Linked DNA regions of Sus scrofa: region 2 is linked to region 1. A link is a contact called in public promoter capture Hi-C data. All regions are on one chromosome and are shown on one strand. The core of a region is the stretch at or near the end of the contact, and the rest is flanking DNA. Distances in the headings are between cores, read along the strand shown.

Evidence for each region. Promoter capture Hi-C pulls out the DNA fragments that hold promoters and counts their contacts.
Region 2: a contact with region 1 is called in a promoter capture Hi-C map of liver, with 5 times the contacts expected there. The contact joins the promoter of CDKN2C here to the promoter of EPS15 in region 1. A contact is called at or near these places in 2 of 5 promoter capture datasets (fetal liver and liver), 1 of 47 Hi-C or Micro-C datasets (heart right ventricle) and 1 of 2 datasets of contacts at active chromatin or transcription factors (skeletal muscle).

Annotation. Positions count from the first base shown.
Region 1 is chr6:160,652,304-160,656,324 of Sscrofa11.1, forward strand. It overlaps EPS15 (epidermal growth factor receptor substrate 15), which reads left to right and starts at 1,592. Exons shown (of 24, transcript XM_021096667.1): 1 at 1,592-1,767. The coding sequence starts at 1,735.
Region 2 is chr6:161,164,429-161,168,112 of Sscrofa11.1, forward strand. It overlaps CDKN2C (cyclin-dependent kinase 4 inhibitor C), which reads right to left and starts at 2,253. Exons shown (of 3, transcript XM_003127980.4): 1 at 1,007-2,253; 2 at 414-553. The coding sequence starts at 542.

The sequences.
Region 1 (4,021 bases), core at 342-2,841:
TAGTCGATCGTTTCCACTGAGCCACATTGGGAACTCCCAAGCCAAGTCTTTATAGATTAGGATTTCAAGTAACTGGTTGGTTATTTCAAGTGAAGAAGGCAGCATAAGAAAGTGTAGTCTTGGAGTTCCTGTCGTGGCTCAGTGGTTAACGAATCCGACGAGGAACCATGAGGTTGAGGGTTCTATCCCTGGCCTTGCTCAGTGGGTTGAGGATCCGGCGTTGCCGTGAGCTGTGGTGTAGGTTGCAGACGCGTCTGGGATCCCATCTTCCTGTGGCTCTGGCGTAGGCCGTTGGCTATAGCTCCCACTGGACCTCTAGCCTGGGAAACTCCATATGCTGCGGGAGCAGCTCAAGAAATAGCAAAACAAACAAACAAAAAGAAAGTATAGGAGTTTCAGTCATGGCTCAGTGAAAAACGAATCTGACTAGTAACCATGAGGGTGCAAGTTTGACCCCTGACCTCGCTCAGCAGATTGAGCATCCAGTTTTGCCGTGAACTGCGGTGTGGTTCGCTGATGCGGCTCGGATCTGGCATTGCTGCAGCTGTGGCATAGGCCGGCAGCTGCAGCTCCGATTTGGCCCCTAGCCTGGGAACCTCCATATGCAGCAGGTGCAGCCCTAAAAAGAGACAAAGAAAGTGTAGTCTGTGTCATGTTTGACTTGGCAGGAATTAAGGCCTTATAATGAACACCTAACACATTCTATGTATCAGAAACAGTCCTTATCATTGAGGCTCCCAGTCGAGAGAGCAGACAGATGGAAACGGTCATCAGGGTGGTGACTTCATAACGTAGAGAAGAAGTGTTAAAAAGAGGAGTGTGTAGCTCCGACTTGCGGAGGTCGGGAGATGCTTTGCGAAGGACAGGACGTGATCCTTGAGTTGTTTCTGGAGAACGTAAGAGGAGTTTGTCAGGTGGACCCGGGGAGGATTTAGGAATGCGGCAGGCACCTGAGCAGCTCCCAGTGCTCATTTATGGAACAATCTGAGTGTGGGAGGCAGCAAGTGGGTCAGGAAAGCATTCTTTCCCCCTCCCAGGTAGACTCTAGCTCCCGGAGGGAATGACTTTAGAGTCTTCTTTGTTGGTATCACACTGTAATAGCAGGTGGTTAAATGAAAAGTTTTGGAGTCAGACGTGGATTCTACTTCACCAGCTATCGAACCAGCTTACGTGTGACACCTATTTGTGTTTCAGTTTCCTCACTTGTGCAATATATTTATGTCTCAGTCCCTTCATTTATACAATTAAAAAATAAAGCGTCTAACATAGATTCTGACATATATAAAGTGCTGTTATTTCTTATAAAGATCTCATTTAATCCTCACAAGCAATCTGGACTTTGGATATAATTTCCCCCTTTTTTCAGAAGCAGAAGCTTAGAGTTGGCAGGTGACTTGCTTAAAGTTCTCGGGACAATGGAGAGCGGCCTCTGCCTCTATCTTCACAGGCCGCCCACCTTCATTTCTTTACGGGCCGGGTTTTCTCCGGCGGCCCCAAGAGTAGGCTCCGGTCCGGTGGCAACAACTCCGGCGCCAGGATTTGGGGGCCGCCGCGGCCTGCGCCGGGCGGGCGGGGCCAGGCGGGGCGGGGCGGGCGAGAGGAGGGAAGTTGTCGAAGTTCGGGGAGACGCCCGCCTGCCCGGGCCTCGCCTCCGGCCGCTCCCTCCGCCTCCTCCTCCCCCGGAGACCCCGTCCGCTCGTCCTTCCTTCTCCTCCCGTGCATGATGGAAACACCATGGCTGCGGCGGCCCAGCTTTCCCTGACACAGGTAACGCGGCCCGCCCGTCCAGTGGGCTGGTCGGCCGGTGTCCCTGGCCCCCTCCCCCACTGCCCTGTGGTTCACCGACCCGGGCAGTTTCTCTCGGGCCCGGGCGGGCGGGCGGGGCGACCGAGACGGAGCGCGCGCGCGCGTGTCTGTGTGTGTGTGTGCGCGCGTGTGTGTGTGCGAGTGTGACGGGGGGAGGGCGCCATCCCGAGCCGGCAGCTTCGCGGCGGCTGCCCAGACCCCGCCCCGGCCAGTTTGCGCCCCGGCGCCGCCCCAGGCGGCGCCCACTCCCCTCGACCCCTCGGTGCCCCTCGCCCCGCTCGGTCGGTGCCCACCTCTCTCACTCCGGTCCGCCTTCACCCACCCAGGAAGTTTCCTCCTTCCAGGCCACACGCTCCCCAGGTGAGCTCCTGTTGAGCTCGCGCGGATCAGCCTCAGCCCCCCCGGCTCAGCCCCGGTCCCTCACGAGGCTCGCCTTCCCGAGCCGGACACCCAGGACCCCTCCGAGCCAGGCTTTCCTTTCTAAACCGGCCTTTTCCTGCTGGAGTCCGGCGATAGCCCTCTCTTCCCCAGTAGTTTCCTTAAGTCAGCTCTCTTCCAAATAAGTCTCATCCCACCGGAGCGCACGCACCCTTGCCCTGCTGGCCCCGTCCTGGGATTCAGCCTCTTCCCCTCCTGATCAGGTTTCGTGCGGCGTCAGATCCCCAGATTCAGTCTTTCCCTCAGTTGTGCTACCACTCCTACTCTGTGGGGTCAACATCGCTGTCCACGCGGATAACAGGGAGTCATCCTTTAACAGGTGTGATGGTTCCTCCAGTCTCGGTGCTGGGAACGACTTGCTCATCCTGGGGGAATCTTCACCAAAACCTGTTTTCAGGGTCTTTTCCTTGCCTTTCTGCTTCCTTCAGAGCCCAGTCCTCGTGCTTCCCGTAAAACTGCTCAACCTCACTCTCCCTGGGAGCCTCGTGCCCCCCTCTCTGTAAAGAAAGCTTGTTGTAATCTTTCCATGATGTACAGGATGATGAGGGGATGTGCACCTGTCAGTCCCTTTCCACTTTTTTGACCAAACCCACCCCAGCCTTACTTTTCAGCCTGCTTTCTCCCGAGTGAGCTGGTGGCTCTGCACCTCTGTGCTGGGGCCCATGCAAGCCTTCCTGCCTGCCCTGTAGTATTTCCCTGCCACCTTGTAGTCTCCTTGGCCTGGATTTGTCAGGGCTTCTAAGGCAAAACACGGGGATAGGTTATACATTTGGGCTGGAGAGTTTTCCGTGTTGGGAGCAAGAGACGTGGGGGCATTTTGCCAAGCATTCTAAGATAGACTGAGTGAAAAATATTCTCCCCAGGAACCAGGAATCACATTGTAAACACGTGCCTCAGGTAAAATAAAAATTAACTTCAGCTTGCAGGAATTATCAGCTTCATAAGTGAAGTGTGTTTATTTCCCACTCTGGTGTTGCTTATCCTATTTTGACAAGCACATAATGGGGAAGAATACTTGGAATGTGGGGATTTTGTCTTGGTGGCAAATCTCTTTGTAAGGGTATTCCTGAAATTTGAGAAATGGCAACATTGACTTTTGAGTGTTCACTTTTTTGGAGTGGGCGCTCACTTTTTAATAGTCTAGTTAGTGATACCCATTAAACAAGATCCTTTAGGCAGGCTGTTGCTGTCTGGCTCTGTTAGCCATTTCCAGCAGGAGTTTTCCTTTCCTGAAGATTTTGTTCTCCTGAGGACTTGTATAGATTTGCTTCCTAGTTTTGTGCTTACTTTATTCTCTTCCTGTAAGACTGTGTTTTTAGTTTCTATTTACTCTCATTCATCTCTGGATATTTTCTTCAGGCTCTGTCAGTTTTATAGACAGTTAAATAATTTAAGTATGTTCTTGCAGTTATATATTTAAATATTAACCTGTACACAGAGTAAATACTGAATCAGGAATATAATCCTTCAGTGTTTCACATATGAGAGAACAAACATTGATGGTTCATTTACATTGAAAATCTAAATAAATCAATTTAGAATATTTTGATTTTAAGACATTAAGAGAGAATAAGATATACTGTAAAGGCTCAGGAAAAAGAACCTTCCCAAATGTTAATATATTTGTTATAATGTGCCTCCTTGTTATTTAAAAACTTGGCTGATTTGTGTTTTTTGATTTTTTTATCTGCTTGAGGCAAATAATCTGAAATAACAATGCAACCTGGTTTCACATTCATTATTGATCTGTTTACTATCACACCAACCCCCACTCCAC
Region 2 (3,684 bases), core at 1,003-3,502, 510 kb after region 1:
AAGTCAATTATTGGAGCAAAGTTCGGAAACCACTAATAGCAGTGTATTTACTTCAAATAATAATCATAATAATGTGTTTACAGAGCTGTCTAAAAAAAAAAAAAACCCAAAAATAAAAAACTCCGCGCTGCTACGAATGCTTTACAATCCCCACCATCACAAAAACATTCCAAAAATTAAGACCAAACCTGGAACCCAGTTGATATCGAGGATATTATTGGATTTGACGAGTTCGTTCAAAGTACGTCATTTTGGGTAGTTGGATCCACTTAAAGATATAAAATATGGCAACCAACTAGTTTTAAAAACAGTGAAATTTTGTACCCCTGAAGGCTTAAAAGCTATTATTCTAGAAACCCGGGTCACGTAGGCAACATTGTTGACCTGTTTTCCCCACCTCTCTGGATACCAACCTGCAGCGCAGTCCTTCCAAATCCATTTTGTGCATTGACGTTTACATTATTTTGCAACAAACTAGTAAGTTGCTCTAGGTCCCCCCTGGCAGCTGCGGACGCCAACTCGTTCCCCCAAGGCTCGGCCATTCTTTAGGGTCCTGACGATCGGGAAAAGATGAATTAGTTGTTTTTCTTTTTCCCCTTTCCTTTGCTCCTAACCAGGCTGCATGATGGCATCGGAGACTGACAGAAGGACTGGGATGGTTAATCTGGAGTAGAGCTTGGTAGTAAATACTAGTAAGATCTGCCTGCCAAAAGCCCGCCCCTCGATTCACACGTGATTATTCAGCAAAACTGAGCCATTGGAGAGGGGCTCCGCTCCTCGCTTTTTAGCTTAACCCCTATGAAGAAGTCTAGTGATTAACAGAGAGATATGCAGACACACATATATTCCTGGTAAATTACTCTGGACGTAAAATGTAGGCTGAGCTGTCACGTACGTACACTGCTAATCTCTGTGAGGAATGTGTGCGGAGATTTAAGGGACTAGATCAGGGAAGAAAATACTGCGGAAGAAGAGACATTTGGGGGAAGAAAAGGCATTCACCCACCCTTGTTCACGGTGGTGACCTGAGCCACGCGAGCCAGAACCGCAGGGCAGGTCCTCGGGGGGACTCGGTCTCCATCCGTCTCGCCGAAAGAGTAGTCGTGCGTCCTCCGCTGCAGGGAGAGCGCCGCGGTGGCTGGCTGCTGACGTGCTCTGGGGGTTAAAGATGATCGCCAAAAGCAAACCAGAGTAGCAGTTCCGTGGCCCTCAAGTTACAGATCGCAACAGCTCCTCAGTGGCCTTGGCTTCTCGGGAAGAGCCTTTATTTGCGTCCGGGCCGAGCTGCGGGCTAACGCCGCGCGGGAGGGCTCCGGAGCCCGCCCGCCCGGCTACCGCAGCCCCGCCGAGCCTCAGAGGCCGTGGGAGCCAGGCTCGGCGCGCGTCTCCGGAGACGGCCGGGCGCGCGGCGGGTCCCCGGCAAGCCGGTCATGCCGGCCCCACAGGGTCCCGGGGCTTCCAGAAGCGAGGACGGGGGAGAGCGATGCGGGAAGCGTCTACGGGTCCGGGTCCGCTGAGGCAGCGCGCTGCAGCATCGCGGTCGCACACGGCAGCCCACCGGGAACTTCCCGCCTACGACCAAGCCAGTTCAGACTTCCTACTGCAGAAGTTCATTCAGCCGCCGCCGCCTCTTTTCCTTCCTTTCCCGGTTTTCTGAGGTCCTCTGGAGATCGCGAGGGTCCCCGGAGGTCCCAGGCCAAGCTTTGAGTATGGGGTGCTGCCACAATTCCAAGGCACAGCCAGTCCCGCTGCCCTCTCGGGGAAAGCCCAACGGCTTCGGCGCCCGGTGCCACTTCGCCAACCTCTCGCGGTCCCCTGGCCTGTGCCCCCAGCCTGTGGCGCCGAAAGGGCAGAGGCCGCCAGCCAGCTGTGCCCGGAGCGGAGCCGGGTAGCACTGCTTCCTCCAGAGCCGCAGCGCTCCCAGTGACAGTTTCTTTTGTAGCTGGTCCCCCTCAAATCACCGGTCCCGGCTCCCTTCACCCCTACAGACACTTGTGCGTCGTGCCCCTTTCTGGTCTTTTCCTTCCCTCCCTCCCTTGCTTCTTTTTTCGCTCAAACAATTGCTGCTTCTGTTGCTGCTGCAGAGACGGTGCCGGTTTCTTCTCCCTTTTTCCGACTTCATCAGCTTTTTTTGAAAAGAAAAAAATTGAGCGCTTTTTGAGTTGAAAAACCCGCCCCCATTTTAACGGCAGTTTTAAGGAGGCTCTGCAGAGTTGCTGGCCGCGGGAGCGGGAACGCAGGGCGCCGCCCACGCCCCGCCCTCCGCGCTGGCGGCGCTCGAGCTCTCGGCCGGGCTCGCCCCGCCCCTTGCCCGGCGCCCTTTTTCTAGCCTGTTAGCAGCTTGCATTCCTCCCTCCGTCTCCTGCGCTGGCTCCCACCCGCCAGCTCGGAGGCCCGGCCCCAGCTCGAGCGGCTTTCGGCCCGGTGGAGCAGGGTTTGACCTCTTCCCACTGGCGGGCGGAATGGAGTCTGCGGAACCCCGGGCTGCCCGGGGCCGGGAGCGGGGGTGGGGCGGAGGTGGGGTGAAAGAGGCTTGTTAATTAAGGCTGTGGAGAGCAAAGCTCGGTGGGTCTGGCTGCTGGAAGGCGGAAAGCTGGCCCGAAGCGAGTGTTTCCCCGGGCTTGGCGGGGCAGGCCGGCCCGCCTCCGCGCTCCCGCGCTAGGCTCTCGAAGTTCGGGCAGCCAGGCCTACGGCTGCCGCCGCTTCTGGGGCGCGAGCCGTGTCAACTCGGCCTCCTTTTCTCAGTCCAGAGCTGCGGCCTCGCACCTGCCAGATCAACGACCAGGGCCACGATGGACAGAGGTAGCTGCAGGGGTTGAGGGAGAAACCCAAATGACAGCAAAAACAGTGCTCTGAAAAAGGAGAAGTCTTTTATAGCCTTCTTCCTCTTATTTTATTTATTTATTTATTTTTTGCGAAAACTGAAGGCACTGTATAGGTAAGAAATCATGACGAACTCTGAAGCCTTCATGTTACAGGGACTTGAAATATTCCCTTTCTTTGGGGAAAGGGAGAAAAGCAACTAACTTTAAAGCAAAATAAAAAATAAGTCCTGGGAAGGGTTTTCTAACAAGACTATTTCTTTACTGTCACAGTTCTTTAATTTCTTAGATGAGACTTGTTTTGGGGGATGTAAATGTAAAGGAATCGTATCTTCCCTGGTCAGTCATCAGGACACCAGTTCTCTGTACTTTTTACTTCCTCTTGTAGCTATTTAAGATTAATCAACTACTGCTTTCTATATTTTTTGCTCTTAAAAATATCCAGCACTGCTGCATGGTGCACCTAGTGGTCAAAATGAAACTAAGCAAAAAAAAAAAAAAAAGACAGGTGGTCTAACTATTACTGGCCTATAGCAGGCATAATATCCTCAAGCAACATCTATACCCAGCTCCTTGAAGTACACGGGGACTATTAGCAACAAAAAACACACCAACAATATCTGGATAATCATCTAGCAACAGATTGTAGAGGGAGAGTTGAAACTGGGAAGAATCTGGCAGTGTTCTCTTTAACCGAATTGGTGAGAAAAAAAAAAGTAAATAACCAGAGCTCTTTTTTTAGGTAACTAAGCTTGAAATGTGAATGAAAAATGAACTATAGCAAAAGAAATTAACTCCTCTTATTTTTACATGTATTTAGATATTTCAAATAGAAGATTTAGGATTCCATATATACCAGTAA